Linked DNA regions of Mus musculus: all the other regions are linked to region 4. Evidence: chromatin contacts called from public HiCAR-type, HiChIP or PLAC-seq and promoter capture Hi-C data. All regions are on one chromosome and are shown on one strand. The core of a region is the stretch at or near the end of the contact, and the rest is flanking DNA. Distances in the headings are between cores, read along the strand shown.

Region 1 (5,708 bases), core at 2,955-5,454, 460 kb before region 4:
CAGAACACAGGTAGGGGGTTTTCTTCCTAGAAATGAATATGCTGATGTATTAATGAGGGATGAGAACACACGAACAGCCTCTCCACAGTCACAGCATTCACAGGGTCTCTCTTCTGTATGGATTCTTTGAAGAACATTAAAAATTGTGGTATCCTTGGAAGATTTTCCACACTCATTGCGTCTGTATGGCTTCTCATTGGTCTGGGTTCTCTGGTGCACACTAAGATAGTACTTACTTCTGAAAGCCTTTCCCACAGTCGCCACATCTGTAGGGCTTCTCACCATTGGTGAGTTTCCTGATACGGCACAAGTTTTGGTTTATCACTAAGTTTTGGTTTCCCACATTGCATGCATGCGTAGGCTCCCTCTCCAGTTTGAATTCTTTGATGATGATTAAAGTGGGCACACTGGCTGAAAGATTTTCCACAGACATTACAGCAGCAAGGTTTCTTCTTAGTGTGAATCCTTTGACGTACTGTGAGCGATGAAGACGCAAAGAAGGCCTTTCCGAATTCATTACATTCATAAAGTTTCTCTTTATTGTGACCTCTTCATGTTGAATGAGCAGTGCCTTCAAACAAAAGGCCCTTTCACATGTGCCTACATCTATAGGGTTTTTTATTTTTCAGTACTGGGATTTTTTTCCCTCAAAATAAATGATGAAGTCTGCCTTATAATTTTTCTGTCTTCTGTATCCTTGACGATTACCTCCCCCAAATGGGTATCTGCAATCAAATGTAAATTCTTCGTGGAGATTCCCTCATGTGTTCGGCGTTGTTGGCCAGGTCCTTCTGTGACAATTCCTGGTTCTGGGAAAAGAGAAGCTTCAAGTCTGGAGCCCCTTAGAGCAGCTTGCTTCTTCTCCCTCCTTACTAGTCTCTGACTCGGGTGATGCTCTTGAATATTTCACAGTCTTCATATCCTGCCATTCCACTTCTCAGGCCTTCCATTCTGGAGCCCCATAGGCCTTTCTCCCCCAGTACAGCGATCTTCTGTGATAAATCTTTTCCAAAGCCGTTCTCTGATAGCACAGCATCCTTAGTTGCAGATTTGGTCTCTCTCCAAGTCTGGGGGAAAGAAGAAAAACAAATCAACTTGCTTTTATGTCCTAACCTGGGGAACTCTCACTAAACAGGGTAAAAAAAAAAAAGCATAGACTTATAATGAACATATAGTTTCACTATTTAACCAGAAACTTGACTATTTGATATTTCCTAGAAAAACAGACAGTAGAATTGAGGGAAGGTGCAGTTGAATAGAGGACCACAATGACAAATGCATATATGTATGCATACGTATTTGTATGTAAGATACATTTGTCTCAGGCTGGCCTCAGAATATGGAGACAACCATGACCCTGACTCTCCTATGCTCACTCCCAGAGTGCTGGGATTTAGTCATGCACTGCTGCAGCTAGTTATATGGTGCTGGGGGTTGAACCCAGGGCATGTACGCTATCATCCGAGGTACAAGCTACTCCTATCTTTATTTTAATCTTATTATTTATTTTTTAGAGTAGCAAATCCAGTGAGACTCTTCACCATTAAAAATCATACAGGAAGAAGGCTGAAGAGATGGCTCAGTGGTTAAGAGTATTGGCTTCTTGTTGTAGGATATTTCATCACATTATGAACCCCAAGATTGTGTTATTTACTGAAAACACCTGTTTCTAGTTGTGGTGTGTCTCAGCTTTAGCACATACCTTTAGTCTGTCTGTCTGGAATATAGACATACCCTTAGTATATAATATCCTTATACTTAATATATAATATCCTTACCCATAATACTTAGTACCCATAATCCCCCAAAAATTAAAATAAAATTATTTTGTAGAAGGAAGCACCCATGTTCCAAAGTGATATCGAATTGAGTGGCAGACAAAGTGACGAATCAGAGAAAGATCTGACAGAGTAGGATCTGTCCAAGTCTCACAAGAAGAGAGAGGAAGGGGAAGCTACTTGAGGGGCAGTGCAGAGCGGGAAGAGGCAGTTTAACCAGGGGAGGTTTACGGAGAGAACAGGCTAAGCACAGGTGAGTCAGAATGAGTCAGACAATGAGGAGCCAGTGCTGTACCAGGAATGCTCGTGAACCCTCAAAGGACCACCAAGGAGCCCATTCCAATGTAATCGAATTAGGGTCTCTTTATTTAAGCTTAAGCTTGGGCCACACTACCATCTCTGACACAGAAGAATGGGAGGAGGCCCAGAGCCCAGTTTCAGGCAAGCATTTATAGAGGCAAGAATGGGGTATTAGCCAGGTACACATTTGATTAGGAGGCCATTATGGCCTTTAACATAATTGGCTGGTGCTGAAAGTCAAATCAGAAACTTAACTTCTGTTTTCCTCCTGATTGGTGGTTGTTAGGAAGTGAAGTGTCAGGGGCAGGCTTGTAACCTGGGGGGTGTAGATTTGTTAGGGAACAACCTGGAAACTGGTGCTAAACTTAGGTCTTGTTGGTGGATAACCTAGAAACTAGTGCTAGATGCCTGTTTGTTAATTAGCTTGAGTTGAACCTTAGGTCAAGTTCTCTAAGATGGAGTCTGAACCCAGAATATTTGTTCTCTCACCAGAGGACCAGAAGAGATCGACACAGTTAGTTTGAGGCTAAACAGCAATTCAGGAGAAGCCCAGAGAAGCCAGTGTGAATCAGTCAGCTCGGAGAGGAGTTTGAGCCAGAACAGCCGAGTTAAACCACCCAACCGAGTTCAAAAGGAACAATGCCAGCTATTGCCACTGCTCTTGGTTGCTTCCAAGAACTTGACAGCGAGACCCTAGTGCTGAAAACACCATACATTTTGATTATTAGAACATGGAAAAATCAGGTCACCATAGATAGCAAAAAGGTCACCAGATGTCAACAATATCCACTCCAAGTCTTCTGGGGGTGAAAACCAGGTTTTTATTTCCTGCATTGAGGAGGTGCTCGGGTGTGTTTAGCATTCCTGGCTCCCTAGTGCTCAGTGGTTACACGGGCCTTTGTCCCCCCAACAGAGAGCACTTTCTTTTACACATAATAACTTTTATTGGGGTGGCCCCATTTTTTATAGGTCAAAAAATGTGGCTCTGGTCTCAGTTGAAGGAGTGTGGGTGAGGCAGAGAAGCTTCGAGATTCCAGAACAGTAGATGCCCCCCAGACAACGCAGCAGGCAGGAACCAGTAGACCCCGACTTACCAGGGGTCCAATTGCAAACATCCCAGCAGCCATCTCTGCTTCTGCTTTCTGAAAGGGTGGCTGTCCTGCCGAGAGGAATGTAGGGAAGAGTGGTAAACCGTGCAAACCAGTCCTGCCTTAGAAACTTCAGACTCACCACGCAGGAACCCTGAGACAGGGCTCCCATGAGGGAACACAGGGATGAGCCCCATGAAACACAGGGAAGACCCCTGCAACATCAGTGAGATCCAACTTGTCTCTCCCCCCCGCCCCCGGAGATCTAGGGTTCATAAGATTATTAAATGTAGTCACAGCTGGTTGGTCTGACATTGCACAAGCAACTTTAAAAACACATTCTCATTTAATCTTTACACTAATCTGATGGGCATTATTATTCCAATACACAAAATTTAAAAAGTTCTCTAAAGCTGTCTCAAAGAACAAAAGTGGCCAGTGCTAACCACCCTTGCAGCATCTTATCCCTTTAACCAAGACACAAGCCACACAGCTAGACACAGTGTTTAGCCTGTTTGTGACCTGAAGTTTCCAGAAAGAAAAAAGAAAAAAAAAAAAAAAAAAAGACACACCTGTGTTAAAGATTGTACAAACAAGGCGGATCGATTAATAATAAACTTTAGTGATTCTGGAGAACTGGAATGTTGTAGCTCTGCACCCTTTCTTCGTCTACCTGAGTTTGACTTAACATCTACTCTATGAGTATTAGGTAAATTCTTTTAGAAACTACAAGAGTTTCTTCCATCTACTGCACAATTATCAACAGACTTAAGGAGAAACCTCACTTGTGGTTCCCGTATCAGTGCATTTAAAAGTAAAGAAGGAAGGGTGCACGCTCTGGCAGCGCTTACAGCACCCTGGACCAGTCCAGCATGTCCCAACCAATGCACATTATTCTATTCCACGATCGTGCCAGGGAATGACAAATGGCTTAAAAAGGGATCATTTGAAATGGCTTAAAATCAGCCAGCCAGTGCAAGCTGCCCGGTGAAGGAATGCAGCTCAGCTCTCAGGCTAAGCCATCTCCGGTGAGGCTGGCCTTGGATTGTCCACCCTCCTCTCTGACGCGGTCCGCTGCTCCGGCCCGGGTAGGGCTGAGGTCTTGGTGACGCTGCAGCTCTGAAGCTCCGCTCCACCAGAGGGCGCAGGGGAGACCTACAGCATCCCGCCTCTGTGGCCCAGGCCGCTCTCCTCAGGGATGGGAGGGTCCGATAGGCTAGGTCCGGATCGGCCAGGCCGTGCACTCACGAAGGGAAAGCGCACCCCCGTCTGCACCCGGGCAGAAGTACCTGGCGGCCGCTGTGTGCCCGGCAGAGGGCGCTCGGTGAGCACGGAACCGCGCCGCAAGGCGGCCAACGTTAACCTTCATTCAGAGACTCTTCATTTAACCTTCCTCGCGATTAAGAACAGTTTACTGATTATCAACCTTCCGCGCAATCTAAGAAATACAATCACATTGGAATGTTTGTGTCTAGAGGCCACGGCCGTGTCACTCTCTAGCACTAGGAACCTTTGGCAAGATCTTTTCTAAGGTCACCTCTGTGTTGCTAAAGAAAGGCACCCAGAGAGCAGAGAGGCCACCTATAAAGTCTCAGAAGCCAGGAGAGTTGGTGAATGTCCACACTTTGCTTGGCTTTGAATTTCTTGATTGGAAAACTGGCGATATCTATCTACACTATCATTTTTGGTTCTTTAACTTTCCTGACAGGGATGAAAATATGCTAAAGGGGTCTGGTGCCAGCCAGTGGGGAAACTTAGGTCCGGGAAAGAGATTTCACACAGTTCTGACATCATACCGGTCCATCTTCTTTCTACAAGAGACTGGATCTTTGATGATGGACAGGTTCACACTTTGACCAGTCTGGAAGTGTATCCTGGGACTCAGGAACCCAGGAGCCACACTGCTCAGAGGGGAGAAGGTTATCCCGATGGAAGAGCATCCCGAGACACCCGGCCCAGGAACCACACAGCTCTGAGAGGAAGTCTCCTCAGCAGAGGCATTGCAGCTCCCAGGAGAGGGTCTCCCCAGCTGAGCCGAGTTGCTCACGAGGCTCACTCAGCCTTGCTCCCCTTTTCTCATTCTTCCCTTCTCTTCATTGCTTCTTGGCTGCTTCTGATAAGAGAGTCCCACCAGACAGCAAATCTCAGGAAAGAGATCTAGTGGAAGGATGAATCCAGGGAGACGAGGGACAAATCCAGGGGTGGCTGCCACTGCTCCCAGGAGTGGACAGCAAGAAGTTGAACCAAGAGCAGGGTTTACACAGCTAGGGGCGGAGCTTTTGGGGGGCGGGAGGAGAACCCCCACAGAGATTTCCGGATTGAGGATTGGTAGGATTTCAAGTCCTGAGCTTGGGGGAGCTCAGGGATTGGTGGGTTTCTCTGTTCAGGGATTGGTAGCTTTTTTCAGCCCTCTTTCCCTGCGTTGGGCCCAAGGGTTAGGATGGGAAGATCTTCCAGGCCACAGGCCACACAGGTTGAGGTGCCATCAATGTGCGGCTGAGCTGTTTTTTGGAAAGGCTGGAGAGGAGGTGCTGCTCCCTGG
Region 2 (5,794 bases), core at 2,913-5,412, 260 kb before region 4:
AGGGTGTGGCTGGGGAGAGGACCTAGTCATATGCACCATTATTGGCTTTCTAGTTGATCTTGGCACAAAGGATTTGAACTCCTGGACTCACTTGTCTTCAGAACTGGTCAGGTCTGGTTCAGAGTAATTTTGTTGGAAGTGAGATTCAAGCCGGTATCTTCTTCATTCTCTGAGTCTGAACACCCCGAATGAGGTCATTTATGCAGAGTGCCTGGTCTTGGACTCTCTGTCTAGGTCAAGGATGGGTTGCCCTAACATTCACCTTTAATGACTATGTCTTCGGCCAGTGAGCTCCCTGAGGAGAAGATTCAGGGCAGGGAAACCTGACAACTGCTGATGTCACAATGCCTCTACTCACCGTGACAGATGCCTGGCTACTGAACCACCTCAGGGGAGCAGCAAGACCATGGCTGACTGCAACAGACAGAGGACAACAAGGGATCTGGGACCTAGAGTTCAGGGGGCTGCAGGATACCAAAAATGATCTCTAGGCCAGAAAGCAGCCTCTCTGGGCTAGAAAGTAGCCAAGAGGTCCAGAAAAAGACGTGGAACCCCAGGAATTATTCAGGTACCATTGATGGGTCCCCTCCTTCCAAGTCAGACACTTGTGTTGACAAAGAGGGAAGGCTAGTCAGGAAGTCAAAGGTACACACCCAAACTCTATGGGTCATGCCCTTTTCAGGACAGTTCTTCCACTTGGTTAAAGGAGTTCAAGATCACAGTTCACATCACCTGTCACCTGAGACTATCCAACACACACTAATGTTTAAGGTCTACCCCTGGGTGTTTTGCCTGTATGTACATGTGAGGATGTCAGATCCCCTGGAACTAGAGTTATAGACAGTTGTAAACTGCTTCAGGGATGCTGAGAATCGAACCCGGGTCCTCTGAAAGAACAGCTAGTGCCCTTAATCACTGAGCCATCTCTCCAGCCTGAGGCTTACAGTTTATAACGATGGCCAAATGAGAGCCAAGTGTGGTGGTACACACCTTTGATCCTGCACTTGGAGTCAGACACAGCCGATCTCTCAGTTTGAAGTCAGTTTGATCTATATAGGGAAATCTAGGCCAGTCAGGGCTATACAACAGACTTTGTCACAAAAACAAAATGTCCAAATGACTGTCCTATATAGTCAGGGTTAACAATGTCATGTAAATATAAGTACATACCAAACCACACAAAAGCATCTATGTATGTATGTATTCCATGGAGGCTGGAGGTAAGGGCTTTTATCATTTAAAAAATATATTTTCTACTCATTTTAAAGTTTTTACTATTATACAAAGAAATGGGTTTATAATAGTGCTTTCATACACATACACATCTATATTTATATCTGTACATTTATATTTATATTGATACCTCATTATATTTTATTGTTCTTTGGAAGGGCATATACTAAGATATCCCACAGATGCATAACTAAGTCTTAACAAAATGGAGAACCTCCAAAATGTCCAATCAGGCCTAGCTCATGTCTTTATTACTAAGTATCTATAAGGTTAGACATGGTGCTATACATCTGTATGCCCAATACTCTGGAGGCAGAGACAGGAGGATTGCCATGAATTTGAGGCTTGCCTTGGCAACACAGTGTGTTCACCAACCAGAGCTATGTAGTTAGAGTTTGAGGCAAGCCTGAGCTACATAGAAGGGAATACTTCCTAATCCTCTATCCCCATCCCCAAAGATAATGAATCTAAAGGAAAAACAAAACAAAACAAAACAAAACAAAACCAAGAGCCAGCTACACATCCAAGAGAGTTTCTTCAAAGGATTAATTAATACCCAGGTTGATTATTTAGGAATTATTTAGAGAAAGGATCAAAAAACACTAAATACTGTTTTCTAATAGTGAGAAACCTTATGATTGACAAGGCACCTTAATATGTAGATCAGGATAGGGAAAGATGAGGGAGAAAAGACTCCCATCTCTACACATAAGGAGACCCACACTTGGGTTAGGTTAAGACAGAGTCTTGTACCCTACTTGAGGGCATGTTTATGTGGGTCCAGAACCTCAGGGTCCCCCAAAGACACATCTCCAGGTTGACAGCTTCTGTTTGTGTGCACTTAAGCTGAGCGTGAGTGTGAGAAGACTGGGAAGTGTTGCTGGCCAAGAGCCTGGGAAGTCAGAGCTCTGGGTTCAAATTCAGATGCTGCAGCTTGTCTGGGAGATGCTTCCAACTGGGTTGGGGTAGACAGGCCCTGGGGTATCCCTTCTTTCTTCCTGCTTGAAGATATAAAGCTGGGGCATCATCCAAGTGCCTGCCCTTTGGTGAGTGCTAAGCCTCCTGTCCTAGGACCTGCGCTGGGCAGGAAGAGGCCTCTCTTCTGAAATACAGAATAATCTGCAGGTCCCATGACACCTTCCCTCCCACGTGCAGACCTGAGATCTTCATTTCCTTCTGTGCTGTGAGCATCTGGGCTTGTGGTCATAGTGAATGGCCTTAAAATTCCCACCTTATCTTCTCCTAGCAAATGGATTAGTGTGTGTGGTGTGGTGTGGTGTGTGTGTATGTGTGTATTCCAGTGTGTGTCTGAATATGGGAGTTCTCTACCTGTCTCTGTGTATATGTGTTTGGTGTGTGTTGGGGTCTGTCCGTAGGTATTTCCGTTTCTGTATCTGTGTATATGTTGTGTGTTTCTAGGTGTGTGTTCATGTTTGTGTGTATCAGGATGTTGGGTGTGTATGATGGTTTGCCTGTGTATGCCCATCTACACTTTTAAAATAGTTCTGGAGACCACATGTTAGACAAGTGCTCTCCCACTGAGCTGAAACCTTGCTACGGTCTCACTAAGTTGGGCAGGAATCCTTCAACTCATACTGTAGTTCCCTTAGCCTTGAATTTGCAATCCTGCCTCAGTCTCCAGACCTGTGCCTGGGATGAAAGGTTGGTTCCCTTCTGAATTTTCCCTCAATGGCCATGCTCTCTGTTTAACTAGTAGCGTGCTATCGACGGGGCCCTGAGGATGGACAGCCGGCATGGAACCTTGCTTGATGACTTTGGCAAAGTTAGCAGGTGGTATCACCCATCCACTAGTGGGTTTTGGGCAGAGAACGGGAAAAAATGGAAAGAAAGCTTGGGATCAGGAGAACGCTTTAGAGGAGATGTGAGTCGAAGGGAGGGTTAAATGCAAAGGCATGGAAATGTTATTGAGAAAACCAGCGGAGAGGGGGCTGGGAGAAGATGAGGATCCTGGGTCAAGAGTGCAGGGAAAAGACACAGAAAATGGATGCTGGTAGCTTCTCCTTTGCCGAGGGCCCTTCCTCAGCCATAATTGGACAATACTGTAAGCTACAGGGCTGCCATTCTGGATAACTCCCATAATCCCAATAGCCCAAGAAGGGACAGAAACTCCTTAGAAAAGCAGCCAGTACTTTAGTAGACTGATGGCACAGAGCACACGCTTATGAATATTCATTCCCTCCTGGGTAACAAGGGCCAAGTTTAGGTCAGGAGGCAGCCTCTGCTTTTGAAAGGCTTAAGATCTCCTTGGGACACAGAGAAATGACTCTCTTAAACCTGCAGGCTTGCTTGGCCTGAGACTTTCAGTCCCCAACCTCCCAAATGCCACCTCCATTTTATCCCTATCCCCACACTCCCTGAGCATGCCACTAGAGAAAAATGAGGACAGTGAGGACAATGCCTTGTCTTAAGGTCACAGAGCTAGTAGACTGAGGACTTGAACCCAGGACCATCTGACAGCAGCATTCCAGCAGGGAACATGTGATGTGTTTGACCTCCGACTCTGGCATGTTTAAGCTTTGAATATGGCTTGGCCTGTTCCTCTCCGACTGTCTCACATGTACATTAGCCAATCAAGCCAGCCGGCTTTGCAACTCAACTTCAACTTTCTGGCTACCTCGCTCCCCCCCCCCCCTCCCCCCCCCCCCCCCCCCCCGTTTGACAGACACACCAATCTTTCAGATGCTTCCCAGTTGTAGTTGTCCTCAGGCCGCTTGTATATCCCCCATGGCAGAACAGTTTAGGAAGGGAAGCACCCAAGTGGAGAGGAGGCATTTCAAGTGGGATGGACTACATGGTCTCTGATGTTCTCCAGTTGCCTCCTCCACAGTGACCTCCCCTGTCACCATCCACTACAGCCCATCGGAAACCATGTGGCCCATTCCACCTTGAGAACTCAGAGGGTGGAGCCATTGTGGAATGTACTGGGAAGTCACTGAGCAGGGAGAAAAAGCAGGGCCAGGTTCCAGCCAGTGCCTGGCTGAAGCCAGACAGCAGGAATGCAGGGCCGGCCAGGCCTATGCTTGCAAAATATTTGCCTACTTAGAATTGGTTTTCATTGTTGATTTATAAAATAAATGTTTGCTTTATCTTTGTAATTGTAAATTTTGGGAGAACATGGAAAAGAATGACTTTGTTTGAGGTTTAGGAATGTACTTTGGGCCTGGGGATCCTTCCATGTCAGTGGCTCATGCATCTTTGGGTCAGTGCAGGTGCCTGTGGCCCATCTGAAATCTTTGTAGTCTCACGTGCCAAGGACCGTCCCTCAACCTGACTCTTTGTCAGTGGCCATGCCTGATCTTCTCCCTACTCCATTCCACGACCTCTGCCTGATGCTAATGAGGCTAGCCGACAACACTAACTCCCACCCCAACCCTGTAACCCCGCTCTAAAGCTGTCATCCTACTCAACAGTGGCTATTCTATACAGTCTTCCATCTCTCTCCTGTTAGCAATTTTTGTTCTATTCTTTTCCACTCCCAGTCTTTTTCCCTTCTCTGCCACCCTTGTATGTTTAAAAGGAAAACATTTTAAATTAAATATATGGCCCAGCAAGATGGCTCAGTAGGTCAAAGCACTTGTTGCTAAGCATGAAGATTTGAGTTTGATCTCTGGGACCCAGGAGGCAGAAGGAAAGAATTTGCTCCCTACTGGGAGCCTCCCAACCTGGAGAGGGTAATGGCAGGGTAAGGAGTGGGGGTGGGGTGGGGGGGGTGGGTGGCGGTGGGGGGGGCACAGAGTAGGACTCTGGTGTGGTTTTAAAGTCTGAGGGTCTCCGGATATTCTAGCTCTCTAACTATACTGAATTGCTGGTGATAACTTCTAAAAAAAGTCCTAGAAACTTTCTTGCTCTTTCTGAGGGTAAAAGGCTGCTAGCTTAGGTGATTGACACCCGTAGCCTAACAACGGGGTGGGGTGGGGTGGGGATGGGGGGATTAAGTAACGTGGCCTTTGTTCTATTTCAGCAGGAACTTCCTGGCTCTAACTTTCAGGCTGCTAGTGGGAAGTCGCAGGAAGAAAAAAAGGAAATTTTGAAAAGTGATTATAGTGTTTATTACTAAGTTGTAAAAAGTTTCCTATTAAAGCTATCTAAGAAAAAGGGGAAAAGCAGAAAGATCCTAAGAGGAGCAAGGGAAAAATTCTACTCTAAGAGGGGAAAGGGAAAACATTTTTCTAAGTGGAAAGGGAAAAAAATATTCTCCTCTAATCTCTTTGTCCTCAGTACTTATACATCTTTCAGAATACACGATCACATGTTAAAAAGTTCATCACACATTTACACAAAAAATCAAATCATAAATTGAAATAGAAGTTTACAATGTAGAATGTTCACATGAATATTCATTAGGAGTAATTATATGGCTAAACATCCATCACCTGAGCAGGTTCATTGAAAGTCAAAAACCATAACTAAATTATTAAGTTAACTAAGTGAAGTTTTGTATATGTAAACCCAGTCAATATTTTATCTTCTGTCCTAGCACCTATACTAAATCATTAATTCCCTTTTTATGACCTTTGGTTAATTGTTTTACAACCTTGGA
Region 3 (5,440 bases), core at 891-3,390, 290 kb before region 4:
TCTGGTTTTCATGCTACTCATGGGGCCCCAGGTTGGGCCTCCTTGCTTGGCACTGGAACTTCATTCCTGGCTGTCTTATGACCTCCCCAGCCCTTCTCTCCCCCAACTGCCAAGAGATCTGATTCCATTTCCAAGACCTGGCATAACCCACTATATTCACAGCCTCCATACCACCCTGAAAACCCTTCCAATAACATTTCCTTAACTACAGTGGGCGCTTTCATTTCCTGATTTTTTCCTTTAAATTTTCCTGCTGACTAGGTGTTGCCAGACCGGTCACTTAAAAGTTAATTTACAGAGTCCCGAGCTTCCTTTAGGGAACACAAGCTGAGACGCCAAAATCTCTGTTTTTCAAAGAATGTGATGTTAAAAACCACCCGGCTGGGTCCCAGACTGTAATTTAAAAGAAAAAGAAAAGGAGGAGGAGGAGGAAGGGGAGGAGAAGGAGGACAGAGTGGGGGAGGAGGAGGAGGAGGAGGAGGAGGAGGAGGAGGAGGAGGAGGAGGAGGAGGAGATGACAACGATGATGACTACTACGAAGAACCACCACCACCACCACTACAACCACTACCGGAGTGTCCATGGGTTGAAGCGTTTTGATTTACACACCATTTTCTCCCAGATAATCCGAATTTTTCCAACCGAGTACATCACGCCAGTTACAAGAAACCATTCCTGCCCCACCTTAACCGCCTCCCGCCTTCCTTAAGCTTCTGGAAGCTGCCAGCAGATGGCGCTAGCCCACCTGATTTTTCCTTGTGTGGCCTTGGGAGTCAGACAGGGAGGTAGGTGGGGGAGAGGCCTGAAGTCAGAAGAACGCTGAGCCCAGGCCAAGATTTCTTCTGGCATCTGGAATGCATTAAAAACAACCCACAGAGCTGAATATAATTCTCCTTCGAAGAGAGTGGGGTGGGGAGAGAAGAAGAAGGAGGGAGGGAGAGAGGAAGACAGGAAAACAGAGCGGGGAGGGGAAGAGGGTTGAAAATGGCAGCGACAGGCAGAGAAGCCCGTGGGTCATCCTGGAGACGTGTGCCTCATCTCACTTGTCCATGACAGCTGCCAGCATTTCTGCTCTGGGTGAACAGGGCGACATGGTTGAGAGGAGGAAGCAAGCGACAACCAGAGGGTTCTGATAGGATGGTGGGAAGGGATTCCCAGCCTTCTCCAGCAGGCTCCTCCTCACTGGCTTGGCGGTATCTGCTCTTGAGGGCGCCTCCTCTGCACGCAGCCCTATCGGCTTAGAGCACAGCATACCCGTGCTTATGGAGGCTGTGAGCAGGTTGAATTCCAGGGACCGATCGGCCTTCTCTGCCACTAACCCTCACTCCTCCAACTTCCAATTCAATTTCCTTTTCTCCTGGGCCTTGACGGAAATAGTTTTTAATGGTTGCTCAACCGTGCCACCTAGTGCTTAGCAGATTCTGTGTGAAGAGCAAGCAAAAGACAGTGGGGACATACCATCTGGGAAGGAGGCAGCTAGCTGACTGTCAGTGGGGACCAGTCTTGGGTTTGCAGACCGGTTCTTCTTTTTACTCCTGATACCAAAGGACAAAGACACCCATTCCGCTAAGCTGGGAGAGAGCTGGGCCGGGTTGTGTCTGTCCACTGGGAGGCCATGCCGAGGTACTGAAGAGACCGTGCAGAGAGCTACCAGACAGAACTACCAGGCTGGGCTAAGCTGCCTCTGGGTGTCCTTTGTCCTTCACGGGAGCAGGTGTTGGGAGTCTGATTCTTGGTAAGCGGTATTGGGAGGTGATGTGGAAACTTTAGGTTCTACCTAGTGAGAAGGCTGCCACCGTGTGGTTTGTCCACCAGTACCATAGCACCCACCAGGAAGCCTATACTAGATGCTACCATCTTGTCATTGAACTTGTGAAACCTTGAACTAAAGAAATCTTTTTCCATAATAAGGTATGCAATCATGGGTGTTTCGTTTTAGCCACGGACAATTAACTACTAGTACAACCACCCTGTCAGACTGTCTAATTTCCATGAATTTAATCAAGGACATGGGCCACCAGGAATGGTGCTTTCACATACAACAGCTACCAGCAGGGTCTTAGAATCCTCCTGGCAGGGCTTGCTGAGTGACACAGCTGAGCCCCCAGCCTAACCTTGGAGCCCACTGCCATCTTCTTGCCCTTGTAATCCTACCAGCTGCCCTCCTGGCTCTTCCTGCTCCGGGCTTGCTGTCAGCCCCCTCATGCCATGCCACCCTCAGCCCCACCTCTCCTCTCCTCCTGCTCAGCCTCATGTAGACGTCTACAAAGAGCTGGCAGTGCTTCATGTTCATGTTCATTCTGGGGTCAACTCAAAGTAGTGACTGGCACCACGGACTGGAGCCAGTGTGAGAGGTCAGATCTTGTCCACTGCTGGGTAATTTGAGCCCGTTGTGTAAGCTGTCATAGCCTCAGTTTCCTCATAGGAAAAATGGGATGATGATAGCAGCTATGCCATTGGGTTGTTTTGAGGGCTGAGTTGACACATTTAAGTTGCTTACCCGGGACAAACACTTGATAATGGTTGCTGTTGTTAATAGCTCCCCTTTTCTCAAATCTGGTTGTCTTTAAGGAGTTCTGCTTTATGGGAAAGGGAATGTGGGTGGCTGTGTTAGTCTGTGCCTGGTCCTCTAGACTGATAGTTTCCAAACAGCAAAGTAGGTTTGGAAACATGTAACTACTCTCTTAGGATATATGAGGGAGCAGGGGACTTAACTTTCTGTGGCAGAGTTAACTGTCTATTCCCCAAACCCCATGACCTTTTCCCTCTTAGACACAAGCTAAACTACATTTCCTAGCCTCCCTTGTGAGACTTCATTCTGTGCAACTTAATCAGAGCCTCTGTGATACCAGAGTGCTGCTCGCTGTCCAGTCCTCAAGGCTGGCTTCGTCTCCATCTTTCATTTGATTGAAGAGGACACCAAAGTTCTGGGAGAGATGAGACAGAAGGGTCCCCTGTTCAGAGGGATGAGAGAAGCAACTCCAAGCAAAGAAAGACAAACTTTACCCCGTTAAGCCCATAAAATGTATCTTAGGATCATTTTATACTAAGCCAACGTGTTAAAATAAATTTTGCGATGTTATCTGTTAATTTTTCTGTCTTAGGGTGTTCAAGTTTTAATATGTATCGAAAGATGAAGAAGTTCACATTTACAAGTCAATGCTCAACATTTTAATAACGTATGAACATCTGGGGTCTCCTCTCTGTGGTATTTGAGTGACTTAAGCCCTCCTGCAGGCAGGTGCACACACAATTGGTGACCTTTGGAAACACTCTGCCATCTTTTCATTTCTCTGTGTGACCTACTGTCACCTGGAGAAAGCTCAGGGAAGATGATCAAGAAGTCAAGTGAAACAGTTTGCCGAGGGTCTTAAGTGGGTTGGAGGAATAGCTTAGCATGTCCTGTAGGACAGTAGAGTAAGTATGGCTGACAGCAGTTAATTTCACAATAACACAGGGGATTTTGAATGTTCGTGATGCAAAGAAATGATAGCTTTTTAGGGTGGTGGCCTGTGCCAACCGCCCCCACTAACCATTATATACCAATATCACGATGTCACGCTAGATCCCATTAAAACGTAATTATACTAGCAATGGAGGAAAGCAGACTGGGAATTAGAACACTAAAGAGTTTTATCTCTGATTCTAACTTGGTAACTACAGGCAGGGGATGTTTCCAAGTCCTGGGTGTCCAAGTCCTTGTCTTCAGAATGTGGTTTCTCTGCTGGATGGGTCTACAAGCACTTCTTATCTCTAATGTTCCACGGACTCTGTCGACGTCTGGTTTCAAGTGGGTGTGAGCTTCCTTTGGGACTAAGAGTTGAACAGCTTTAAAGCATCCACAGTGAAGCCCTTGCTCTGCCCTGCTTCTGGCTAAGCTGCCCCATGGAGACATTTCCTAGTTGCTCTCTGGGAACTTGCATCTGCATGGGCAACTTAAGACTGGATCTGAGATGGCCTGTTTTCTCCCATTGAGAGGGATCCATGGGTCCTCAGAACTCCAACTTCTTGTAGCTATCTCCTCTTTCCAGTTCCTGCTCCCACACTGCTTCCTGTGAAGAAAATTCTTGTGTTCCTAAAGACCCCAACGCCCAAGCTGTCTGTTCCAAGGCGATGTTCTGAATTCCAGATGTTTGTTCTCAATGGCCTCCAAACATCTCTGAGGCCAGCATGCTCCTGGCACAGCCGTAGAGCATGTGTTCATATTCTAGTTAGGACCAAAGTCAAAGCAGGAGTGGCTGTCCTCAGGGTTGAGATTTTAATATGATGCTAGAGCCTCGGTGTGAGCACTTCCTCTTCTGAGCTTTGACCAATCCACAGATAAAAAGCAGATTAGTGTGTATGAAAGGAGTTCCATTTTCAAAGCTTGTGTTTGGCTTACCACAAGGAGAGCTGTGCTCATCATAATTATGTCATTGTTAGCATCTTCATTCTGGCTCATTCCAGTTCATTCCAGTTCATTCTGGTTTCAGTTTCACCTGATGATAGAACATATAACCTTGCCAAGCAAGTTCACTTAGTCATTTCAAATATTTTCCTAATTTTCTTCCCCTTAATTTCAGGTCTAGCATTCTTCAACATCTACTGTGTCTCTTGCAGAAATATTGAGAAAACAAAGGTTGGCGTAGTTATGCCACTGTGACAAATTGCCCAGCAAAGACAATATAAGGGAGAAAAAGGAATTCATCTGGGCTCTTTTCAGAGAGTTTAGTCTATCCTACCTGGGAAGGCATGGTGGAAAGACTCCGTTTGTAGTTTGAAGTAGAGGATGCTGGCATCAGAGGTTGAGCTAGAACCATCAAAGGCCTACCCCATCGCTCTACCTCAGCCAGCCAGGCTTCCTAAGGATTCAAAATATCTACACCCACTGAGGTCAAGCATTGAGGTCCTGGGCTTGGGGACATTTTACATTCAAACCACAATAGGTGGAGTGAGCGGGAGTGAGAGGGAGGCATCAGCTGTAGGGATGTTGTAGGTCGGTGCTGCCAGATCCCTGGCAGTCAGACCTCATGCCTGACGGCTGTCCGTTGTTTCTGCTCCTCTCTATGCATCATTGGAGCATAAGCCCACAGCAGCTCACTAACCCCTGGGAGATGTGCAGGACACTCTCTATGAGCACTTGAGGTTCAGTTGCCTGGGCACCACATTCCAGAATCTATCCAATGTCTTGGCAATCATTTGTCTGTCAGAGGGTGGAAATTTCACTTAAATAGAGGCAGGAACTCTGTTTGGCAGAGGTAGGGGGGCAGGGCATGGGGGAGGGAAAGAGAAAGAAAGAATGGATCAGTGAATCAGAATAAATTCAGACGAAATGATCCTTATATTCCTTTCAAGTCCTTGTCTTGCATAGGTTTGAGGGTGGGTTGAGAGCATCATAGGTCAGACGACAATTGCTGACCCAGCATCAGTGTATCGTCAACAGCATAGACAGCAAGGAAAA
Region 4 (5,978 bases), core at 2,464-4,963:
CCTTTGCGGGTGTGTGTGTGTGTGTGTGTGTGTGTGTGAGTGTGTGTGTGTGTGTGTGTCACATATGAAGTATCCTACAGATCAGATATTTGCATTATGATCCATGATAGTAGCAAAATCACGATTATGGAGTAGCAACTCAATAATTTTATGGTTGGGGTCACCATAACATGAGGAACTGTATTTAAGGGTCTCAGTACTAGGAAGGTTGAGAATCACTGGCCGATTTGGACTGTGTGGTCTGTGAGAGTCGGGTCTCTGTCTACCTTGTTCATAGCCATTCCTGTTGCCATCTGTGGTTTTAATTTCTGCAGTTTCTGTTACTAAGTGTGATATTAAATGGAAACTGATGTGTTCTCAGTTAGAAGCCATTCCGAATAACACAAGGAAGGTTTGTATTGGCCTGCATCCTGCTGCGGAAGGAAAGCACCCCTGTTGACAGTGCTGCCATGATGGGGTCACTGCCATCCGGTCAGTCAGTCTGTTGTCTCAGGCATCAGAAGAGCTGTCCCTATCTGTGAGTTCAGGCAGCCTTTCTTTCACTTAACAATGACTGACTTAACTCTTGTGTGGTGATGCTTCAATCTGGGCTTGCCAATGGGAGAAGCTGTAATAGAAAAGGTGAAAGTTTGCAATCTAGTAAGAACGAAAACCAGATTCGTACCGAGGCTGCCAAGGTTCATGGATGTGGAGTTCAGTACTCTCGATATTCTCACTCATTCACTGTGTGTGTGTGTGTGTGTGTGTGTGTGTGTGTGTGTGTGATGTCCTACCATGCCCCAGATATCAAGCCAAAACACTGGCTCATAATAGACTTAATGGATGTTTTGTTCATGGAATGAGTACAAGGAGGGAATACATGTGTGCATGCCTGTTGTTATGTGTCTTTGGGGGATATTTGGAAACATGCATGTACACATGCACGCACTCACACACATATGTGTGTGTGGGTGGGGGAGGTGCGCACGCATGCTCATAGCAGATTTTGGCAGAGCCATTGTATCTGGCATGAATTCTGGGGTGAAGGTACCTAGGCTTTGAAATAGCCTTTTGTAAATCGTCTGTGATTGCTATCTGAGGTTTTATGAGGCTGCTTCTTCTGAAGAATTCATAAAGCCTTTGCATAACTTAGTCCTGAGACATTCCTGGCAAGCTAAGAAGTCTCCTCTGGCTGAGAATTGCTTAGGTAATAGTTCCTTCAGACAACTCCTAGATCAGATAAGAGGTTTTGGTATGCAGAAATTGGCTTGCTAAACATGCCTTTTGTGTAACAATTAGGAGGCTCTGCAAGCAGGTTCAGAGTTTAGTCTTGAGAGGTGGATCCCCCAGCTGCTGAGAAGCCCAAATCCGTCCTGCAGTGTCTCTCTTTCATTGATCATCCCATGTAACCCAGAACACTGGTATGTGTGCACATGCATGCATATGCAGAGGAGAAAGACTATAGCTAAGAGTTTATGGTTATTTAGCAACCTATCTTCTAAGTCCTACAGGCTGGATTATCTCCTATAGTAAAGCTGCACAACATGCATGCTAGCGTCCTTCCTGGTATCACTTGTAGCTAAAGCAGGGCACGGGTCGATAGAACAGAAAAGAAGCTCGCTTGAGGCTTCTGAGAATATTCTTTTAATAAAAGAGATACACAGAAGAGAAAATGCTTCTCTTTCTATCAGGTTAGTGCTATGGCAAATGACCAGGAAATGTGAATAGTTGATACATTGATGATGGGTGGTGATGATGATGGTGGTGGTGGTGGTAATGATGATAGTGATGATAATGGTGGTGATGATGATAGACTTGAACTGGCATATGGTCTTATTTTCCAGCCATTTCTGAAGAAGTCCCCTGACTGGTCAGCTCTTGTTATAACTCACTAAACAAAGCCCATTCCAAGTCATGATAGTAATGTGTGAGTGTGTGTGTGTTGGTCAGATAGGTTCTGTTCTGTTCCATTCAGAGATGTTCTACCTTGACCACAGCCTCCATCCCACAGCTCAGCACATCTAAAGGGGTCAAGGTATTCGTGTAAGATATAGTTTGCTTTGAGAAGAAGCCTCAGCCACTGTAGACCACTGTGGGTCGTGGGAACTGTGTGCACCCCTGTGTACCTCAGAGACTCTGAGCCACAGCAGCCTCTAAAGGAGGATTCAATGTAGGAGGTTGAGGCAGGGGAACCATGAATTCCAAACCAGCTTGGGAGTTCTACAACTACATAATGAGCTCATCCACACTACATAATGAGTTCAAGTCCAACCTGGGTTACAAAACAAGGCCCCATCTCAGACGGAAAAGGTTTTTGTTTGTTAATCCACCCGAGTCTTGGGAGGGTAGATTGTGCTGTAAAAATCCAGGTCAGGGGAATGGTGACATGTGTGGAGATTAGAGAGTCAGAAAGAGAGCTCCAAGCATGGGACCTGGGGTAAGTTGGGGTTCCAGTTTGCATTTTGCACAAACATTGTGCAAATTGTTCACAATTGTCCATTTTAAAAGATCTTCCCCCTCCATAATTTCAAGAAAAAATTAGAACAGCGATGATTTTTACAGAGATTCCCCTATTCTCTTCCTCTGCAAGCTTCTTCCTTACTTGGTCAGTACCTCTCCAGGAGAGTGGTGCGGTGTACAGGTAAGAAAAAGAATCCAGCCTGAAGCAGATCTTTACTCCTTGACAAAGAGTTGCATTCTGCAAATGCAGTACCCAGTCTGTCCACTGGGCGGCGGGTACAGCCACGCAATGTCCAGGGCAGGTTAGCTGTGGCGGGCTGAGTGGAAAGGCTTTCTAGGAAATGAAATATTTCTGCTCTGCACAGCTAGCTCATGGTCAATCTGATGGTTTTGTTTGTTTGATTGTTTGTTTTTGTTTTTAAATTTGCAAGCTCCTAGATACTTGAACAAGCCTATCTCTGCTTATAACATGAAAGAGACAAGCAATAGAGCGATGTTAAGAGATGAGAGAAGGTCCCCCAAAAAGCGGACAGCTGCAGGCAGCTCCATTGGAACAAAAGACCAGGAAGAGTCTGGGATCCACTTGTCCGGCAGCCCACGGCCACCTAGGCACTCTGGGTAAGTTAGGGAGACCACAGTATCAGGGACCAGCCAGCTAGAAAATTCCACCACAGCTGACTAACCAACGGCTTATTTATGCAGTTTACATGTGAGGTATGCATCTGGCCTGCTAGGAAGGGAAAAGAAAGTTCAGAATTGAGAATAAATATACGTTAATTTTTTAATTAAAAAAAAAAACAACAACCAAAAAACATTTTTTTTTTCCTTCTCAAGTCAATTCACACTAGGCTCTCAGAAAGTTAGACCTTCAGGGAAGACCTAGCTTGCCAGTGGATATTCATCCATGAGAACCTACTCTTGAGAGGACGTTCGATTCAGTTCTTCATCGTGGTATATGTCATGGTATATGTCCATAGCTCCAAGTCCTTGAATGGCCCAGGAGTAGGAAAAGAGACAGTATCAGCGTGCTCAGTGAGTGCTGGCGATGGGCGGAGTTCCGGAAGTGTGCGCCTTCCTTCAAGCATTCCGCTCTTCCGACTGATGACAACCTGCCAGGCTCCAGGGATGCCTCCATAACAAAGCACCTCGCGGACTTTGTGTTTAAGTGGGAGGTGCAGACTGAGGAATACAGCATCATCCAGTGAGAGTTAACTGCTCCAGAGGCGGTTGTGCGGGCAGGAAGAGGCCAGTGTGTGTAGGGGTGGGGTGGGGGTGGGAGGGAGAGTCGAACATTTAAATGTTGCTCCAAGGCATCTGCCTCAGAGGATATCCCTGCTGGGTGAGGTCACTGGGTGAGGAAATCCCGCCCTCAAAGCCTCTTGCCCAAGCTGCTGATTTCACTTGCGCATGAGTTTGATCAGCACACCGTTCGATCAGCACAGAGGTCTGACTGCATGAGGCATCTTTATTAATTGTGGACTCTCAGAAATTTCTACCCAGTGAGTTAATGAGAGCCAGGGAAGCGCTGGCTCTGCAGTGAGCCTTAGGTTAGTGCAGCACTCAGGTTCACAACATGTAGGTCAGGACCCCTGGGGAAATCAATGACCCTTTCACAGGGGGTCCCTAAAACCATCGGAAAACACAGATATTTACATTATGATTCTTAACAGTAGCAGAATTAGTTATGAAGTAGCAACAGAATTAATGAACAGAAGTTCATTGGTGTATATCTCTCTATGAAGTCATGACAAGCCGAGACCAGAGAAGAAAGCAAGGTGCACCAATGCCAGGGTGTCATCAGTGAAGACCAGCAAGGTGAACCCCAATAAAGGCTAGCAAAGTGAACCCCGATAAAGACCAGCAAGGTGAACCCCGATAAAGGGCAGCAAGGTGAACCCCGATAAAGGACAGCAAGGTGAACCCCGATAAAGACCAGCAAGGTGAGCCCCAATAAAGACCAGCAAGGTGAACCCTGATAAAGACCAGCAAGGTGAACCCATGCCAGAGCATCATCCACTGTCTGTTGGCTATACTTACACTTTTTAAACATCACATGTGCTCTTAAGTCTCTGCTCCAGCAAACATCACATGTCCTTTCACCAGACAGCTTCCAGAAAAACACCACATGACACAACTGAATCTCCAACAAAACCAGAAAATTCCACTTCACCCAGGGTCAGGCTCAGGCTTTTTGTCAGTTTTCTCTCTTGAGGGTGAACTCAGGGGACCCATGAGAAATATAGAAACTCTTCTGAGAGAAGCCCCCATGACCTAAGGACGTCCCATTAGTTGTATCTCTTATAGGTCCTATTCCCTTTTAACATTGCCACAGTGGAACCAACCTTCCATCATGCAAGCTTTGAGGGACAAACATGTCCAAACACACCAATGCTTACCTCAGTAAGGAGCAAAGAGTTGCTGCATCCATTTATACTGGCAGCAGGTCATTTGTTTTGAGTGTTTCTGAACAAAGCTGTCAGGAAGTTAATGTGCTCTGTTCAACTGCACTTGAGTTGAGTCTGATGACCCCCCACCCCTACCCCAGCCAGATAGCTAATTTTAGAATGCATGCAAGGCTTTTGAGACTGTCGGATATTCTGAGGCTGGGGTCCCTGAGCACAAGGACATGCTGACCCTTATGATGAGACCACTGAAGGTCATTCCTCTTTTAAGTACCACATGTGTGGATATGTAATCAGCTGTTGGTTATGGCGCTTGAGCCAGTTCTCTGCATAAGGTGAGAGTCGGATAATGGCATGCAGACAGAGCCACTGTGTCTGGAGAACAGCCACATTCCTGAGTTACATGATTGGATCAGCTTCTCTCTCTTCAGCTTTAGCTCTCTTGGTTTCTCCAAATCAGCTGTGTAGTTCCTGAGAGGTCTGTGTGCTGATAGGAAGGCAGGATGTTCTTCATGTCACCTTGTTGTCTGTTACTGTTGGGTTCCTGTGAACAAGAGACTCGAAGATTCTCTCTCTCTCTCTCTCTCTCTCTCTCTCTCTCTCTCTCTCTCTCTCTCTCTCTCTCTCTCTCTCTTTTCATGCCCAAATTGGAGATTATGAAGGCCATAAGGTAAATATATCCAGTATTTAAAAAAAAAAAAAAACTTCAAAATAAAGTCATTGTTTCTCTTCCAGTACTTATGCTTCAATCTAGCATCCCCCAAAGCATTAAAATTTTGTCAGGATTTCAAATGCGCCATTTTACCACAAGAGGGTGTATTTGACCTTTGTCAACAATAAAGACTAATATTTAAAGCCTCTCTTTATAGACAGGGACTTTTCAGAGAGCTTAATATGTAAGAGATGAATTCCAAATGTCATCAAATTACTTAGGAAAGTTCTTCATGTGTGCATGCGTGTGTGTCTGTGTGTGTGCACATGTGTGTCCAGGAAGTCTGTGGATCCTTCCCATGTGTTTTCTGATGACTTGAGAATGGGAACCATATTCTGACAACAGTTCTTCTTCCACCAACAAGTAAATCTGCGGCATTAACAGGAGAGATTGTCCCATAAAGAAGACAAGGGTTCTCATTTGGA
Region 5 (5,723 bases), core at 2,741-5,240, 480 kb before region 4:
AACTATGTACATGCAAGGCAAGCACTGCCAGGCTATAGACATCCTCTGCTCTCTAAATCTCTGATACAAAGTTGTGAGTTGTCTCAATACATGAATGCTTTTTGGATACTTTCTATTTTGGGAGTATGTATTTGTAAAGCCCAATTCATAATGCTAATGGCTTATTAGCATAGTGGTGCAAACCTCTGTAAGTCACAGTGGTCCCAAGCACTCTGAAAGGGGACACGATGCAGGAATGGCCCTCATGTTAAAGTTCATTATATGCTGACCTTTATTCTCCCCAGTTTCATTGAAGAGGAGGGGCTGTTCTCAGAAGTGCTAGGTGCCTTCTCTAACTACCCAGGGATTCTACCCCTCTCTGGGGCACAATTCTTACCTTCTTCTTCTTCTAGGATCTGAGTCAAATCCTCCACCAAAGCCACCACTTCTTCGCTGCTCTCTGGGTACTGAGAATTTACCCAAGTCCTAACCTCCCCAGGCAGGATGCTCAGAAATTGCTCCAGCACCAGCAACTCCAGAATTTGTTCCTTGGAATGAACCTCAGGTCTCAGCCACTTCAGGCAGAGCTCTCGGAGCTGACACAACGCTTTCCGAGGGCCTGCCACATCCGGGTATGGGAAATTTCTAAAATTCCGTCGACAGGTTTCAGTGTCACGCAAGAGTCTTGAGGTGAGTGTCTGCTGCTCAGCACTGCAGGGTCCCTTCTGGATCTTGCCTGGCTTCCACATTAGAAGGACTTGGGAAAGTGAAGAATTTGCCATCTTCTCTCTCGAGGCCAACACTGCTACAGACAGGAGGACCTACCTGACAGTACCCTTTATTTTTCCAGAATTGAGCCAACTGTTTGAAGTCTCATGTGACAGTCACAACAATTTTTTCCCCCCAAGGGCTGCTGAGGCCAGGTCCAGAATGGAACCACGATAAAAGTTAGTGTCTTGTAACAAATTCTGAGTCCAGAACTTGCAAAGATGAGCAAGACCCTGAAACACAAGAATTGTCTTAGTTAGGGTTACCATTGCTGAGATGAAACACCTTAACCAAAAGCAACTTGGGAGGAACGAGTTTATTTGGCTTACGCTTCCACATCACTGTTCATCATCAAAGGACAGGACAGGAACTCAAACAGGACAGGTACCTGGAGGCAGGAGCTGATGCGGAGGCCATGGAACAATGCTGCTTCCTGGCTTGTTCTCCATGGCTTGCTCAGCCTGCTTTCCTATAGAACCTAGGACCACCAGCTCAATGACGGCCCCACCCACAATGGGCCGGGCCCTCCCACACCAATTGTTAATTAAGAAGATGCTCTATAGTCTTGCCTACACTTCAGTCTTATAGAGGCGTTTCCTCAACTGAGGTTTCCTCCTCTGAGATGATCACAGCTTGTGTCAAGTTGATGTAAAACTAGGCAGCACAAATGATCTCTTGTCAGTTTGACACATAAATGCATCACTGTTAAGCCACAACCTTTCCCTTATTCATTCCCAAGATCACACATTAATATCGACATCACAACATAAAACATTTTCAAACTTAAAAGGTCTCACAAGTGTTACAAAAATCAAACATTTTATTTCCGTCTTTTTTAAAATCCAAAGTCTCTCAACTGTGGGCTCCTATAAAATAAAAGATAAGTTACTTTCTTATTTCAAGAGGAAAGAACCAGGAAATAGTCATAATCAAATCAAATCAAATCAAAGCCGAACTCTAACTGTGTAAATAACTCAACGTCCAATGTCCAATGGAATCCATTCACAATCTTCTGGGCTCCTCCAGAAGGCCTGGGTCACTTCTCTGGCTCCAATCTCTGCAGAACACACAGCTTGTCCTTTAGGCTCCAGCTGGATTCATACCACTGCTGCTGATGTCCTTAGTGATCACTCCACGGTACTGGATTTCCAAAATGCTGGGGTCTCTTGATGAAACTGGACTGTATTTTCACCAATACCTTCTGTGCTGGCTAGTCTTATATTAACTTGACACACAAACTAGATTTATCTCAAAGGAGGGAACCTCTATTGAGAAAATGCCTTTATAAGATCGTATAGGGCAATTTCTTAATTGGTGATTGATGGTGGAGGGCCCAGTTCATTGTAAGTGATCCATCCCTGGGCTGGTCATCTTGGGTTCTAGAGAAAAAAAGTAGGCTGAAAAAGCCATGAGAAGCAAGCCAGTAAGCAGCACCTCTCAAGGCCTCTGCATCAGCTCCTGACTCCGGGTTGCTGCTCTGTTTGAATTCATGTCCTGACTTCCTTTTATCATGAACAGCAACATGGAAGTGTGTAAGCCAAATAAACTCTTTCCTCCACAACTACTTTTTGGTTGTGGTGTTTCATCTCAGCAATAGAAATCTTAGTAAGACAACCTCTTCTGGGACTTCTTCAGGGATCCCAGCCCTGCCACACAGTGCTAAGCCTCAGATGCTCGCTGTGACTCTTTTATGCCATCAAAACCAGTACCATCTGAGTGACTCTTACTCACTAAGCTTGGCAGCCAGAATGAGGTATAATCTTGTCTCCCTCTGAAATATAGCTTCTTGGGCAATTTCTTATTCACCTCAGTGACACTGGTTTCTTTTTAGTCACAGCTGACTATTCAGTTCCAGATGACCAGACACCAAAGATTCTTCACACAAAAGGCCAAGTTTGCGTTTCTCTCCTGCTCTTAACATCCTTCTCTTCCTAGCTCCTACAGAATAGCTCACTGAGCTTCCAACACTCAACGACTTTTCTAGCCTAAAGTTCTAATGTCCTTCTACGATCTTCCCATAACAACATGGCCAGGACTGTGACAGCAATACCCTACTTCTGGTTCCAATTTTTGTCCCAGTTAGGGTTACTACTGCTGTGATGAAACACCTTGACTAAAAATCAATCTGGGGAGGAAAGGGTTTATTTAGCTCGTGCTTCCACATCACTGTTCATCATCAAAGGAAGTCAGGGCAGGAACTCAAACAGGGCAGGAACCTGGAGGCAGGAAGTAGCTCTCAGTCTTATAGAGGCATTTCCTCTATAAGATGACCATAGCTGTGTCAAGGTGACATAAAACTATCCAGCACAAGAATGGCCCATCAGCTCAAGCATTTTTGGTGTTCTCTGCTACCCCTCATACACACAGAAGCAGACTCCTCAGAGTGCAGGATAAACACACAGAATTTACCCTGGTCTTCTTTTCCTCTATCCTTGAATTTAGAATACATTCATCCTAGACACACACACACACGATGTGTGTTTATTGATGGTGGTGTTAGAAGCAATAATTTAAGGAACCATGAGCAGAATGGTTAATTTCTAACTTGTTGAAAACTTATCACCTTGCAGAAAGAAATGTTTCAATATCCAAGTCACTAATATTCCGGATGTTCTCAGCAACAGAGCAAATTTGTGATTACTGGGACAAACTGGAGGTTTCCAAACAATCTCATAGGGGCGGGGCCAAGGCGATCTATTTATCTGCCTTGCATAGTTTGCTCTATTCCCGGAGCAGAGAAGACAAGCCTGTTAGGCTGTGATTGGAGGCCGTCTCAGGAGCTTCCTCAAGTGTAAACCGAAAGCACTATCCACCTCTCTCAAAGCCAACCTCACAAGTATCCTGACACGGAGAAGAACCCACACGTACTTGTTTGGGGCTCCAACTCCCAGCCTAGCTCATCCATAGTCATGCATGCCCTGAGGAGATGCGCCCGCCTTGCCTCCAGCCGCCTCCCCTTCCCAGCCTGCCCCGGGCCGGCCTCCCCGTGGACATTCGCGCTCGGACATCAGTACCTGTCACTCGGGCCCCGTCGGCGCAGCCCGGGCAACAATGGCGGCGGCGTGGCGGGAGCCTCCGTGGCAGGCTCGACTCAGAGCTGCATCAGGGGCTCAGCTTCACCGCTTCTCTCCCTGGGAGGAGCCGGGAGCCGTCAGTACACGCTCATTCCAGCCGGGTCCCCAGAGGCCCCGGCCGGAACCCCTAGCTCCCGGGCTTCGCAGCGACCTCGCCTCGGCGCCACTGCGCATGTGCTAGTGGAGAACGCTGCTCGTCCGTAGAGCCAATGGGAAGCCGAACCCGAGCCTTCCCATCCCGAGCCCCAGGCCCTGGACCTGTCTCTATGGCAACCTCCTCCACCCATCACCGTGACTTGCCTGTTAGCTACAAGGTTTCGACCGGAACTTTAAAGTTTACCTGGGCAGAGACAGGCCTGGCAGATGACTTGGATGTCAGGGCTGCAATAGCAGTACCTGGGAAACCATTTGGAGAGTAAAGCCGGATTCTTACAACGCAGAAATAGACAGGCATCAAGTATGTGGCTTGTAGGGAGGAAACCCCACAGTGCTCTTTCTAGATGGACTGTAGTGCATAATTCCTAATGGCTCTGATTGTCACCTCTAGAATCCGACACTGAGACCTCCAGATTCAACTAACAGACAAATTCTCTGTCTTCAGCATTTCTCTTAGCTCCTTCTGTTCTGTGGATTCTTTGGTTTGTTTTTTGATGGCATCCTGAACTTCTTGGACATCATAATACTCATTTTAAAAAGTCCTTCTTGAATTTAGGTACAGTAGTCAACCTCGTCTCCCATCCTTGATAGTCTTTCTTCTGCCTGGCTGAGTCCATTGGTGATGTTTCTATTGTTTTTCTGTTCCACTCACTGAGTTTTTTAATTTTTTTAGCATTTCTGTGTGGGCTCCCTCCCTCCTCAAAATACTGATTTCTTTCCCTGCTTATGTTCACAAAACAAACAAACAAACAAAAAAACAAAACAAAAAAACCAGGTTAGATTCACTGGGCCACCAAAACCAAACACAAAAGTAGGAGAGAGGTGGATCTCTGTGAAGTTTGAGGCCAGCCTAGTCTACACAACCATTCAAGGCTAGCATGGGCTACATAATGAGAGGAGGAAAAGGATGAAGAAATGGATTAGTGGTTATGAGTGCTTATGATTCATACAAAGACTCTGGTTTCAGTTCCCAGCACCCACGTGATGACTCAAAGTCTGTAACTCCAGTTCCAGCGGCTCTGATGCCACTTTTGACTTCCACAGTCTCCTGTGATACGCATACACAACACACACACACACACAATTAAGTAAATTCTAAGAAAAATAAATAACATTATTATGTACAGCTTTGAAAATAAGTGTGAAATACCAACCAGTCAGTAGTAGGAGAAAAGAAGTCAAGATCAGGGCAGTAATTAATGTTGATGGACATTAAGCTGACTCATGTTCCTTGTGCTTGTGAAAGGAGTAACAACAAACACAGATGTACAAGCACATGCACAGTAAAGTGCAGATGCCTTTAGGTGTGTGCCTAGGAGTGGTATAGTCAGGTCATATGGAAGATTTATTTTTTTATTTTTGAGACAGGGTTTCTCTGTGTAGCCCTGGCTGTCTTGGAACTCACTCTGTAAACCAGGCTGGCCTCGAACTCAGTAATCCACCTGCCTTATTTTTTATTTTTATTTTTATTTGATAAGCCTCTGCATTGATTTCCATAGTGCCTGAAGCACATTACATGCTCACCAACCATGGATAAGGTAGCCTCTTTCTCTGCAACCTTAAAAGCATTTGTTGACGTTTGTTTTCTTCCAATAGCTATTCTGACTGGAGTGAGATAGAATCTCAAAGTAGTGTTTTTCTGATGGCTAAGGAAGTCAAACACATTAAAAAGTGTTATTGGTCATTTTTATGTCTTCTATTGAGAATCGAGTTCATTGGCCCATTTACTGCCTGGTGTTTAATTTC

Evidence for each region. Promoter capture Hi-C pulls out the DNA fragments that hold promoters and counts their contacts. HiCAR-type assays count read pairs that join an accessible place to other places. HiChIP or PLAC-seq counts read pairs in DNA pulled down with a chosen protein or histone mark.
Region 1: a contact with region 4 is called in an H3K27ac HiChIP or PLAC-seq map of embryonic stem cells, with 5 times the contacts expected there. The contact joins the promoter of Zfp286os here to the enhancer-like site in region 4. A contact is called at or near these places in 12 of 39 promoter capture datasets (the 3T3-L1 cell line, 3T3-L1-derived adipocytes, the C10 cell line and 8 more), 3 of 15 datasets of contacts at CTCF or cohesin (the NIH/3T3 cell line and embryonic stem cells), 2 of 484 Hi-C or Micro-C datasets (the N1E-115 cell line and embryonic stem cells), 4 of 115 datasets of contacts at active chromatin or transcription factors (T-cell acute lymphoblastic leukemia, bone marrow-derived macrophages and embryonic stem cells) and 2 of 9 other capture datasets (adipose tissue and embryonic stem cells).
Region 2: an H3K27ac HiChIP or PLAC-seq map of embryonic stem cells shows a contact between it and region 4, with 2.8 times the contacts expected there. The contact joins two enhancer-like sites. A contact is called at or near these places in 1 of 115 datasets of contacts at active chromatin or transcription factors (embryonic stem cells) and 3 of 9 other capture datasets (adipose tissue, liver and macrophages).
Region 3: a HiCAR-type map of embryonic stem cells shows a contact between it and region 4, with 4 times the contacts expected there. The contact joins the promoter of Tvp23bos here to the enhancer-like site in region 4. A contact is called at or near these places in 4 of 39 promoter capture datasets (the 3T3-L1 cell line, cranial neural crest and maxillary cranial neural crest), 6 of 484 Hi-C or Micro-C datasets (the N1E-115 cell line, bone marrow-derived macrophages, embryonic fibroblasts and 2 more), 2 of 115 datasets of contacts at active chromatin or transcription factors (T-cell acute lymphoblastic leukemia and embryonic stem cells) and 1 of 9 other capture datasets (embryonic stem cells).
Region 5: a promoter capture Hi-C map of embryonic stem cells shows a contact between it and region 4, with 3 times the contacts expected there. The contact joins the promoter of Zfp287 here to the enhancer-like site in region 4. A contact is called at or near these places in 1 of 39 promoter capture datasets (embryonic stem cells), 1 of 115 datasets of contacts at active chromatin or transcription factors (embryonic limb bud) and 1 of 9 other capture datasets (adipose tissue).

The regions. Positions count from the first base shown.
Region 1 is chr11:62,752,616-62,758,323 of GRCm38.p6, forward strand. It overlaps Zfp286os (a long non-coding RNA gene), which reads left to right and starts at 4,205. Exons shown (of 3, transcript XR_879919.3): 1 at 4,205-4,490. It also overlaps a transcript of Zfp286 not described here.
Region 2 is chr11:62,950,814-62,956,607 of GRCm38.p6, forward strand. It overlaps Cdrt4 (CMT1A duplicated region transcript 4), which reads left to right and starts at 380. Exons shown (of 2, transcript NM_025496.1): 1 at 380-568. The coding sequence starts at 481. It overlaps Cdrt4os2 (a long non-coding RNA gene), which reads right to left and starts at 566. Exons shown (of 2, transcript XR_388729.3): 1 at 1-566. Within about 2 kb of position 4,163, at least 8 of the 459 cell types and tissues checked have an H3K27ac peak or open chromatin away from gene starts, as enhancers often do. A contact at or near this core is called in embryonic stem cells, where this site is marked.
Region 3 is chr11:62,920,491-62,925,930 of GRCm38.p6, forward strand. Tvp23bos (a long non-coding RNA gene) reads right to left here and starts at 2,141. Exons shown (of 3, transcript XR_388723.3): 1 at 746-2,141.
Region 4 is chr11:63,210,543-63,216,520 of GRCm38.p6, forward strand. No RefSeq gene overlaps it. Among named protein-coding and RNA genes, the nearest start is that of Gm29851, 37 kb to the right of the region's middle. Within about 2 kb of position 3,714, at least 13 of the 459 cell types and tissues checked have an H3K27ac peak or open chromatin away from gene starts, as enhancers often do. A contact at or near this core is called in embryonic stem cells and trophoblast stem cells, where this site is marked.
Region 5 is chr11:62,727,906-62,733,628 of GRCm38.p6, forward strand. Zfp287 (zinc finger protein 287) reads right to left here and starts at 3,991. Exons shown (of 6, transcript NM_133208.3): 1 at 3,762-3,991; 2 at 377-980. The coding sequence starts at 761.